Linked DNA regions of Gossypium arboreum: region 2 is linked to region 1. The links are chromatin contacts, called in public Hi-C maps. All regions are on one chromosome and are shown on one strand. The core of a region is the stretch at or near the end of the contact, and the rest is flanking DNA. Distances in the headings are between cores, read along the strand shown.

Region 1 (6,284 bases), core at 1,161-3,660:
TTTTTTAATCCCAAAAACAATGTCAAACACTTGGATTTTAGTGTTAGAAAGTATAATACCCTTATACTTGACTCAATTGTTGTGTCCAGTTATCAAGATGTTATATTCGTTGTCGGAATCATTATAGTCTAATTCAAATAATTTTAAGTGTCTACATAATTAATTTGAGTCAATATATGTTTCCTATATGTTTCATATTTATTTTCGAGTTTTATATGGTTTATAATAGCTTTCTACACAATCTAAGGTCGAACAAGGATTGAAATGCAAAATTTTGGGATAACATCGCAACGTAGGGGTTCAACATGCGACGTCACTTACTGACTTCACTTATTCAATTTGGTCCCTACACACCAATTTCATGTCATAAGAAATTTAGATTATTTTCTCTGTTGGTCCTTATTTTTTCTCATGTTTATACTTCATTTCCCCAAATTTCAAATAATTATACTTGAACCTCAAAACTTTTTACATCTTTATGATTTAATCCTTACTTTAGTTTAGTATACTACAACATACTTTTCAATTTAACTTTCTTTGATTATGCTCAACCTTCTCTTTTATCACTTTCATTTTCTTATTTTACTTTATCAAGAAATCAATTGTACATTATCTCAATTTATAATTGCTTTTAAAATATAAAAAATTTAGGGTTGTTACAAAAAGCGTTGTCAAAAATTGATTTTCCACGACTTAGGTGCTTTTGACTTTTGCATTTTGAAGTACAATTATAAAAATATCCTGATTTATATTAACCATTTAAAATGTATTTAAAATTTTAGATTAATTTATATTTTATGTATCATTATATTAAACTATTTAAATATGATTTATCATTATATTAAATATTTAAATATCATTTATTATTGTATTAAAATTTATAAAATATTTCATGTATTATTAAATTTACAAATTACAAAGAAAGTATTTAAAATATATATTTAATGTACAATTATATTGAACTATTTAAATATTGTGTAAATTTATTTATTTATTAAGTTCCAACATTATGTCTAAAATGAATATTTTAACTTTCTACAGTAATTTTTGACAGCAATGACAAACACTTGAAATTAACAAACCATACTATTTCAAAACACTTTTTCCTATTGAACAAAAAACCCGATATGAAATAAGGAGTTAGACCGAATGACCAATAAATCAATACAAACCAAATTAAAAAATTAGTCGAGTTGATGATTAATCAGGTTAAACCAATTTTTCCTATTTCTAATATTTTATTTTATATTTTTAAAATTTTAAAATAATTTATTCAATTGAATAAAAAAACTTGATTAAATTAGTCAAAGTAGAAACTAGTGATCTAATCAATTCAACCACCGGTACCATTTTGAAAGTTTTACAAATTAAACTTTTTAATACCCTTAAATTGGGTTACAGTTTCCCATACTAAACTGAAAAGAAAAAAAAAACTATAATAATGATGATGATGATGATGATAAACGCTCAACAACTTGGGGTTGAGTTGAGGCAGAAAACAGGAGGAGGACCACATGAGTAATAATCAAAGGGATTGCGAACCGCACAGCAGAATCGAGATCTACTAATTTGTACGGAGCAGAGAACCTGGAATTGACAATGGATAGCTAAAATGTAGGAATCAGGATCCTAAAGCAAGTCTACGACTACGCATGCACACAATTCTCTAACGGCTTTATTTTTTTGGTTAATTCCTTATGGGTTGGCAAGGGCATCATCAGCTCTTCTCATTGTTTGGCATTTTCTGGAATCATGAAAAAGCGAAAAAGGAAGCAGCAGTGCACCAGTTGACAGTATGGAGTTAAAGTTGAAATTATTCCTCCATGCCATGTCGGCTACAAAACAATGTTATGGAGAACTCCAGTACCAAATGTTGACACGAAAGCAAGAACCCATAGAAAAGCAGAAAGGAGTGAAGTTGAACCCTGGTTTGGACGAAAACCCATTTTAGTAATCATCAAACCCATGTCTGCTCAGCTGCTTTGTGAGTGGTTCAGCATTTCTTTCTTGAATAAGACGAGGGCACGTGAGCACCCTCATCTTCCTTGTTTCTCTGTTGTCCAAGCGGCCAACATGCAGATGAGGCCGGACCCATCTCGCCCCCACAACATTCTAACTTATGGCCAACTTCTTCCTGGGGCCTCCACCATTGTTGCCCCATTTTGGACCACACACCAGAAAACCCATATTCTTCGATAAAATACGGTAAGTGTTACTAACTTTTGGTCCTGTCAACTTTTGTTCATGATTGACAACGATGCAAATCTTTACTAGAATAACCAAACAACTTTTTTGCTTCAAAAACTATACCCATACACACAATTGGTTTTCAAAGAAGAGATGCGTTGGATTTTTCGGCTCATGATAATAGTGTTGATTGCTTTCATGGTGTGCCTGTGTGCATGTACCCCACAATTCTGAAAAAAGCCACACGTTGGGCAAGTGGCGAACCCTCTTCAAATGAGCATCGAAAGGGAACTCTAGGAATGGAAATGTTATAAACACAGTTGAACTCTCCATAAAGTGGTTCTCGGTTGATATGCTAGCTTAAAGGGGAGCTCTAAGAATCTAATCTTAACTTTATAAACATGCAATGCTGGATATATAACAGATCAGCATGCGCTTTTAATGATGAAAACTGCAAATCTAGAGAGAGATCTGCTGAAAGGAAAACTCAAAAGCATCTTAATTTGAAGATATGACAATATATAAAAGTGTCGATATATATATATATATATAACATGTATTAAATACCTTAAAACACAATTATGACATGAGATATGTGAACACTATAAATACATGAATTACCAAATCAATATAAAAAGTAAAACAACAATGGAAGTTACAAAAATACAAGGGACAGTGAAAGACCACATACAGAGCACCGAGTGAATTCATTACTAAGAATATGATATTGGATATCACGTTTGACATACCTAAAGCTCTCTTATGTCCCACCTCTGTATTTCAAGAAAAAAACATGACCATGTTGTGATGCATCACCATCAGAAATAGTTTGGAGAAATTCCGTGGATAACGGATCTAATCACACTCCAATTCATCAGGTGTAACTGGACGTTTTAGGGGGATGATTTGACTTCTTTATAACATCTCTAGATAAAGCTTTCCTCATATCTCTAAAAGAAACCACAAAATGAAAATGTAAGAGGCAGTATACTTGGACCAAAAAAGAAAAAAACAAAGTACTAGTTGGACATCCAAATCCACTTACCTAGCCCAACTTCCTCTCCAGAACAATAGCATAGTACCCGTCTGTATATTACATATCCAAGATGTAGAAATGAAAAGGTCGGTGAGCCTTTCTTGCATTTATACACATTTCCATACACAAACATATGCAGGACATGAGAGAGCATCATTGTGAAAACTGGCACTTTTGGAAGCATTTTTCCATTGAAACAATTTGGTTTAATGGATATGTTCAAGAAATTTCATATTTGACATGCACAATATCGAGAACCCTCTCCAAATCTCTGCCACTGTCCTTCTATGGAAAAATATAAGCATCCTGGCAAGTTCAAAGTTTAGGACAGGGCCTATTTTCCCTCCTACCATGAGCAAGCATGGATGTATTATCAGGCATATAAACTAGGCTGTTGAAGAGTTGATAGAAGTTAACTTGACAAGAATGAAAGACATGGCAGCCAAGCTGAATGTACATGCAAAATGCTATGGAAAAAGAGAAACAGGGTGGAGTTAACAAACATGTTCAAGACTAGGACTTTCTATTCGAATGCCCCTTATCCAATTCAATAGGTTTCAGATAAAACTTATTGACTTGCAATTAAAATTTCCCAGTAACAGCATACTTGTTTGAAGGAGAAACCTGGAGATTGATGACATTCTTCATGATAGTCTTGTATTATATTCGCTCATTACAAATTAAAAAAAGAAACAGAAAATGCAAGTAAAGTCGGATAACAACATATTGTATCACGTTCATTGCTTCAAATGGTATAGATTCCATTGTGATCTAACTTGCTCGAGACTTTAGAGAAGACAATGTCTTGAAACGGTATTAATTTTAAATTTAACAGCGTAAAAACTCATTAAGTAGATAATTTCTCCAGGACAATGACAAGATAAGTTTGCATTAAAGAATTTATTTAATTATCTAAGATGCCAAAAAGTAAAAAGGAGGACTGAAATTTAAGGAATTACAAAATTCATGCCACTCTTGAGACCAAAAAAAGAGGTCTAACATCAATCTGATATGATAAAAGACTACGAAAACCAATTTTAATTATATGTGCATTCACCCCTTCTTGAGTTCTGCTAAAATATAAGAACTAGAGATAATTTACAAATGCGATCAGCATCTCTTTATAATGTCAAAATTTTCTGAAACTCACTGCTGGCATTGCTCCATTCCCAGTAGCATGAACTAAGCTTCTGATATTTTGAAAGCTACGGTAAGTTTGTGAATTGTAAATGAAGCTATACTGAAATTGAATAGAGAGAAAACTATGTTTAATTTTGAAGAAAATATTTTGTATTTGTACTTCTAATCTGCTTCTGTACATTATGATTATAGTATTTATAGAACCTACGAATAATTGCTTCTTGCTAACAACTTGCTAACAGTTTAACTGTAGCTCAACTTCAACTGCTTGAATATCAACTACAACTAATAGACTAGCTTACACAGATTAACTCCTTAACATTCATCCATCTTCCCGACAGGTAAGACCCGAAGAAGATTTCGAAAACAAGTAAAGTACAATACAAAAAGTGGCTTGGTAACAATGTCAGCAACCTGGTCACACACAGGAACTTCACCAACAACAACAGAGCCATCAGCAACCTTCTCGCGAACAAAGAACAGATCAAGCTCGACATGTTTGAACTTGGAATATAAGACAGAATTAGCTGCAACGGCAACTGCACTAGAATTATCACACCAAATATTAGGAGTATCATCGGATTGAAGTTGTAATTCCTTAAGTAACGAAATTAACCAAGTAACATCGCTGGTGGCTGAAGCAAGACTCCAATATTCAGCCTCAGCCGTGGATCGTGAGACCATTTGTTGTTTCTTGAAACACCACGATATGGGTATGTGATCAAAATATACACAGTAACTCGATGTAGACCGCCGATCATCAAAATCCAACCCCAAGTTAGCATCTGCATACCCAACTAGAGATAATCGAGTATACGGGCGAAAAACAATCCTATAATCAAGTGTGCCACATAAATACAGCAAAATCCATTTTAACATGGCCATATGAACAGTAGTAGGATTATGCATAAATTGACAAATCCGGTTCATTGCATATACAATATCAGGCCGAGTAAGAACCATATACTGTAGTGCACCAGTAAGGCTTCTGTACTCAGTCGGATCACACAAACGATCACTGTCATCTTTAGACATTGTAGACAAGCGAATCATTGGAGTCTGAACACTCTTAGCATGAGACATAGAGCTTCTGTCAAGAAGATTGCAAATATATTTTTTCTGACAAAGATGGAGGTACCCTGTTGAAGAACGAGTAATTCGGTCCCGAAAAAATAGTAAAAATCACCTATATCCTTAAGTGAGAACTCTTCGTTTAGCTGCTGAATAAACCAAGTTATAAAGGTAGGCACACTTCCAATTATGATAATATCATCCATATACACAAGAACACAAAGAGTGGAATCAGATGTAACTCTAACAAATAGAGACGCATTAGATTTAGATATGATAAAGCCAACAGAGATGAGAAACCTTTTCAGTTTCTCAAACCAAGCACGTGGAGCCTGACAGAGTCCATACAAAGCTTTCTTCAGACGACATACGAAAGGTTTTCCATTCGAATCATACTGGACATATCCTGGAGGTTGCTGTATGAACACTTCATTATCAAGATCGCCATTTAAGAAGGCATTGTTCACATCGACCTGATGAAGCTGTCAGCCTTTGGAAATAGCAACCAAAAAAATGACCCGAATAGTAGCAGGTGTAACCACCGGACTAAATGTTTCCTTGAAATCACACCCAGGCACCTGAGAAAAGCCTTTGGCAACTAACCGAGCCTTTCTTCGAGCAATAGTGTCATCAGGATTTTTCTTGATTTTTAAAAGCCATTTGCATCCAATAATCTAGCGACTAGGTGGTAATGGAACAAGATCCCAGGAAGAATTACGAATGAGATCATCATACTCCGCTTGAGTTGTAGCACGCCACTCCGAAGTAGAAAAGGCTTCCTGAATCATGGAAGGTTCTAAAGCTTCAACGGACATAACTTTGGGCTTAAAGATACCAGCCTTAGATCGAG
Region 2 (6,127 bases), core at 2,639-5,138, 83 kb after region 1:
AAATGTGATAAATTTATGAATTTGACTCAGAATTTGAACAATAAAACGGAATAATGACTATTATTATATTGACATTGGATGTAATGTTGACAACAAAATGAAATAATATGATATAATCTTTTGATCGATTAGTTGAAGCTTGTATACATTAATACATTTGGACCATTGAGACTTTTAATTGTATCTGTAAATTGGAATGTTGATTGGAATATTGTGAATGGTATTGAGTTGCTGATTCCATGTGATTGGTATTAAAATTAATTAAAATTCTAAATGTTTGAATTATTATATGAATTAGTTATATGATGAACTTACCTTGTTGATTTATGATTGCCATGTTTAGGCAAAATTGTCCAGTTGAATAGTTTGTTGTGTTAAATCGTAAAAAAAGAGAGTAAGATGTTGTTTAAATACCAGTAAACTTACTAAGAATTTATAATGCTTACTTTACTCTTGTTTCCTTTTCCCTGTAGATTGTCAACTTGATGAATGTGTTAGACGAATTATCGAGAAGCTCACACTATCATCTTGTTGATTTGGTAATCTTTTAATTGTTTAAAGCTCGATTTTGTGGCATGTATATAGGTGATTTGTCTTGGTCAATCTTGAGTGTTGATTCTTTAGTTATTGAATGTGGTTTCTATTTTGATTGGTTATATGCTATGTACATAGGTTGATATCTGTAAGTGTTTTGCATGATTGACAATGGTATTGAAGGCTTGCATATGATGTTTACATGTCTTATATTTCAATATATATATGTATGTGTGTGTATAAGTGATGAAATTTAATGGTTTGCTTATTCTTAAGAATGGCTTGATGCATAAGCGATTAATATAGAAATAAATGGATAAAGAATATGTGCATGATTTCAATGATGTAAAAGGTAGAAATGGAGATGTCATTTATGTACTAAATGAGGTATATTTGGAAGTTGATTTATATGATCTAAAGTGTTCTTGTTCAGGGGTTACTTGGTGCCAATATGACATGATAACTGGTGTTGGTTGTGGATGATAAATGAATATTTTGCATATATGAGAAGGTTGAGTAATATGGAGTGAATAGCATAAATGATATTAATTGAGTTGAATGAATTGGAATGTTTTAGAAATCATTGACTTGTGATGGTGCCATTGAGGCATACTGGTTAGTGAATTAGGGGATTGATATATGTATGTTTTGGCTTGATTTTGAAATGTTTTGAACAATTTTTTGAATTGCCAAAATGTGTTTTGAAGTTACTTCAAAAATTGAATTTGAAGCAAACACTTTATGATCTATTTGGTACCACACAAGCGGCCACATAGTAGTGCGAGATACACGGGCCGAAGGCACGACCGTGTGCAGTTTGTAAAATATTAACATTTTGGTCCACACGATCCTCATTTGTTACATTGCTTAGCTACATAGCCATGTGACTACTAGAAGGCATGGTTATTTTTGTGCCACACGGTCACAGAGAGTTACACGGCCTGGGTCCACGGCCACGTGACATATGTTTTTCATACTTGTCTTTAACTTTAAAAAAATGTTTAAATTTTATCTTTATTTGTGCTACTTTAAAAAAATGTTTAAATTTTATCTTTATTTGTGCTCGAGTAAACTTAAGAGTTTTCGTAAGTTAGAATAAGAGTCGAATCTAATTATATATCATAAAAATTCAGTGTTTATGACATGAATGATTATTTGAAGGATTTATTTATGATATAATTGATCTGTAATTTTGGGAACGTTGCAAATTAGTCCTAATTGAATTATAGGTGATACTGGAGCCGTAAGCTCGTATAAGGCCTTGGAAATGTTGTATTTGGTGTTTATGAATTGAATTCGCTTGGATTGTATGATTTATGTTTAATTTGAGTATTAATTTTGTAATTGTGAAGTATTCTATGTTTATTTGAAAATCGTTATGAACTGGATGCGTTTTGTTCCAGTTGTGACTATAACATTCCATAGCTCGAGTCTGGCGACTGAACCGAGTAATAGGTGTTACATCACAGAGACTTTTACCACCCTTAAAAGGCTCTTATATACTACCTGTAATGGGCTTTCATATGCTAGTGTGCAACTTTCTCCGTACAATTTGCTTAAACCTTCGTAAATCCTCATTGTTAATTTGAACACATAAGTGTTCCCCATAAAGTTGAGGTCATTCACCAATCTCGGTTTGCATTCACATGCCATATTAGAGGAAAAACTTATAACATATCATATTCTCTTTCTCTATTACTCCTCCCATCCTAATCGCACTTCGACAAACCTCCACAACTCCGTATAATTCATGCACATGCATTTCATACACAAGCAATCAACCGATACTATTGTTTATGCACAATACAGATTACGCGAAACGTTTCATCTATTCAACATGGTTAAACTTAAAACCAATTATGCATTTTCATATCTATACAAAGTTGTAGAGTAACTCATCATTTACACAACATTCACTTAGACATACCCAGCACACAATACTAAAAATACATAAACAACCATTTAAGACCTGAGTTCTGGAACTCACCTAAAGGTCAACGCCAAATTCATCTACTTAACTTTTCCCTTACTACCCGAGCCTCCGACTTACAAAACATCAACCATTTCAGAATTTCCAACAAAGATAATTCATTATTATAAGAACCATACTTTGTTTGCAAGCAAATGTCATTTAAATGATTATCCACAATCTTATCCAAAAAGAATAAAATTGATGGATAACTGAAATCCTTAACTTTCTTTCCTTTTCTTATATCCGTTCATATGAAGAGATTAGGAAACTTATCAGCTTACAAAATTTCCAGTTTCTTAGGCTCACACTTCAGTCTCTTCCCTCCATTCATAATGCTCTTCAACCCTTCTTTCTTCCAGAACAGACCAGAGAAGAAGATGAAAGAAGATTAGAAAAATGAAATAATAGCCTGGAGAACAACGTCTCTCTCTCTCTTATATAATACTCCCACACTTTCTTCACCGGTATCAATTCAACAACCAAGTGTATATATCCATAATCATCATGTGTCCCACTAAGAAACTTTCTAGTTCAAATGTAATCGAACTGTAGTTGAAATCCAATCTTTCCACAACTAGTTCGCAAATCTCTCTTATTTGCATTAGAGCCCAATCAATTTGTAAGTTTTTCAACTTAGTATCCAAAATCACCATTCCAACTTAAACTTAATATTTCGAGGTGTGACACCCGAAAAAAGGGCTTAGGTAAATTTTAAGGCCTGTTTTCTATATAGGTCGGGATTGGGCAAGATTTTTTTAGCCTGAGCTCATCTCGACCAAAATATATTATGTTATAAAAATAATTAAATTACTTATATCTATTAAGTAATAATTATATATATATATATATATATATATTTATATTTATATTAAATCACTAATACAGTAACAATTAAACCCATTAAGCAAAACCTAAAAAAAAATTACCCAACTAAATAACTAAAACATTTATTATATTTATTTGTGTTTTTAATATAATAAAAGATTTATTATATTTATGGTATCGCTTTTAATATAAATATTTTTTAATGTGTTAGAAAGTTTTTATTTTAACTTTAGTGTATTATATATTTTTAAAAATTTTATTTTAAAATAAAAATTAATATTAAAAATTAAATATAGATGAACCAAGATTAGAACCTAAATTTACCTTTTTAAATTAATCAAATACTGAGATGAATCAAGTCGAACCCAAATTTACTATTCTTAAATTAAATTGAGTTTAAATAAAAATAAACCTATTTTTGAACCGAGCAAATCTAAACTTAAAAATTTTAATTTATATACCTTGGATTTGATATAAACCCGACCCGACCCGACCCGACCCGACCCGACCCTTCAACATTTTTAGTCTGATCCATGACAAATACACACACGGTGGTACATCCACCATCCAAAAACATTATAACCCAGAAATCCTCCCACGTAAAGCGCCACGTGTCATCCAATCCTACCCTCCGCTCAATCTATCACCTTTAAAAAAAGATTCACCAATACTACTCAACCTTCTTTTCTCTCTCTCCCCTACATCCACCACCACTCGCTATGGATACCCTCCTCCACCCTTCAACAAGTTCCATGGCCAAACGCCCTTGCCCTTCTTCCGCCGAAAACCCTATGCTTCCTTCTTCCTTCTCTCAGATGGACAACCTCCTCCTCTCTTTCCTTTCTCTCTCCGATTCCTCTCCTCCTGTTTCCCTCGACCTTTCCTTCGACCGCCTCCTCGAATCTGCTCCTTCCGACGCTGATCAGTCTCTCCTGATCGATCGTGCTCACAATCTCGGTTCCCTTCTCCTCCGTGCCGCCAATCGCTCTGCTCGGAAACGTGCTTCGCTTCATAACTCCATCGCCTGGGCCCTCCCTCCTGATCTCACCATCAAGGTAAATACCATCTTCTTCCACATTTTTTCATCGACGGCTTTGATTTCCTTTTTTCGTGATTTTTTATTGCAGGTGTTTTCGATGTTAGATTCGCAGAGTCTTTGTTACGCCGCGGCAACGTGTTCGATGTTTAACAAGTGTGCCATGGATCCTTTGTGCTATGCCAATATTGACCTCACCACTGTCGTGCCTAAGGTTAATAATGCCGTTGTCTCCACCATGATCCAACGAGCCGGAAAATCGTTCCGGTAAGATTTCCTTCCATTTTTTTCGCTATTGCAATTCAACATTTAAATTAAGTAATAAATACAGGATCTTAAACCGATACTTAAGTTACCTTTTTCGTTGCAAAAAAGTGTTGTTATCGCTTATAATATCTTCAGTCTTGACATACTTTCTATAAAAAAAAAAATGGTCTTTGACATATTGAAAATATTTTTACAGAGTTCATTAATTAGTAACTCAGAAGTTGTTCTTGCCATTTCCTTTATATTATATATTATGAAAAAAGATTAATGTGACTTAGTATTAGCTAGTTGATTTGTATTTAAATGTGGTTGTTTATTTTGCTATATTTCTTCTTACTTACCATGTTTTGAATGGTTATTTAGATCTCTTAAGCTTGGAATTGTACCTGGCCCAACGTCGTCTCCTGGTTCCTGCCAACCATTGGTTTATAGCATCAGGAATTCTGTAGATGTATCTAGCTTTTCTTGGAACGACAAAAAGACCAGGCAAGGGAAGGAATCATCTATTCTTACAAGGTCCTGCTTATACCCATTAAGTGGGGACAATGGTGCCGCTGGGTATGGTTGAATGCATTGACTTCTTGTTTAGAATGTGATTTATGTAATAAGTTCATTTTGTTCTTATCATTTGGTATTTTCATTTGTAAGGACTCTTTTGAGGAGGTTGCATCTTTACAATATTGAAAGAATGGACAATGCATCATTTTGTGTGGCATTAGCTGCTTGCCCTTCTTTACTTGATTTGGAAATTGTTGGCCTGTAAGTGTCTCTATTTAAGCTGGTTTTACATTTCTCAGCCCTACCGTTTTGCCTTTTCCTTTCTTCTCTGTTGGCTTGAGCATGCAGTATGGCGCTATAGCAGCTGGATGATATAACAAGCGGTAAAAACTTACAACTTTAAAGTTGTTCCTACATATGGAAAAATATGGAACGACAAATCAAAGAAAAAAACAGTCACAAAAAGATTGATTTTCCATGTGCACAAACATAAATATGCATACTGATGTCAATACTAAATGTAACATTCTGTATTAATTAAAGAAGTACTTCTATCCTTGTGTTTTGTTAGTTTTAATGCAATTTGCTTTGCAATTATTTGTGATACCAGTATTGTTTTAGCAGAGTAGCTGATTCTTTTTTTTTCTTCTTTGTTTAACTTTCAAATTTGTTCAATCACCCTCCTTTTGATGCAGTCATGTTGAGCTGAGGCAAACTCTGATATCAGTGAGCTCAAATTGTCACTTGATAGAGCGTTTATTCTTCGAGTCTTCTAAAACAGGTATGGACTCTCTTCATGAGTGTGTCTTTAAGTGCTCTAACACACCTGCTCAAAGTTCATGATAATGCAGGAAGGGATGACAGCTTGAAATCGCCGACATGTGTGGATTTGGTGAACAATTGTCCTAATATTTCTTCTTTGTCGCTGAGAGGTTTTAAACTTCAGGATTATAAAGTTCGCATTCTTGTTAAGGTATGCACTTGTTTTATGTTGT

The links. A called contact is a pair of places that touch in the nucleus more often than the background predicts.
Region 2: a Hi-C map of leaf shows a contact between it and region 1, with 1.9 times the contacts expected there. The contact joins the promoter of LOC108474058 here to the enhancer-like site in region 1. A contact is called at or near these places in 4 of 5 Hi-C or Micro-C datasets (all in leaf).

The regions. Positions count from the first base shown.
Region 1 is chr11:13,899,416-13,905,699 of ASM2569848v2, forward strand. No RefSeq gene overlaps it. Among protein-coding and RNA genes, the nearest start is that of LOC108472513, 13 kb to the left of the region's middle. Within about 2 kb of position 2,411, at least 2 of the 2 cell types and tissues checked have an H3K27ac peak or open chromatin away from gene starts, as enhancers often do. A contact at or near this core is called in leaf, where this site is marked.
Region 2 is chr11:13,981,065-13,987,191 of ASM2569848v2, forward strand. LOC108474058 (F-box protein SKIP17) reads left to right here and starts at 3,889. Exons shown (of 13, transcript XM_017775946.2): 1 at 3,889-4,386; 2 at 4,459-4,634; 3 at 4,998-5,192; 4 at 5,283-5,393; 5 at 5,828-5,913; 6 at 5,984-6,105. The coding sequence starts at 4,051.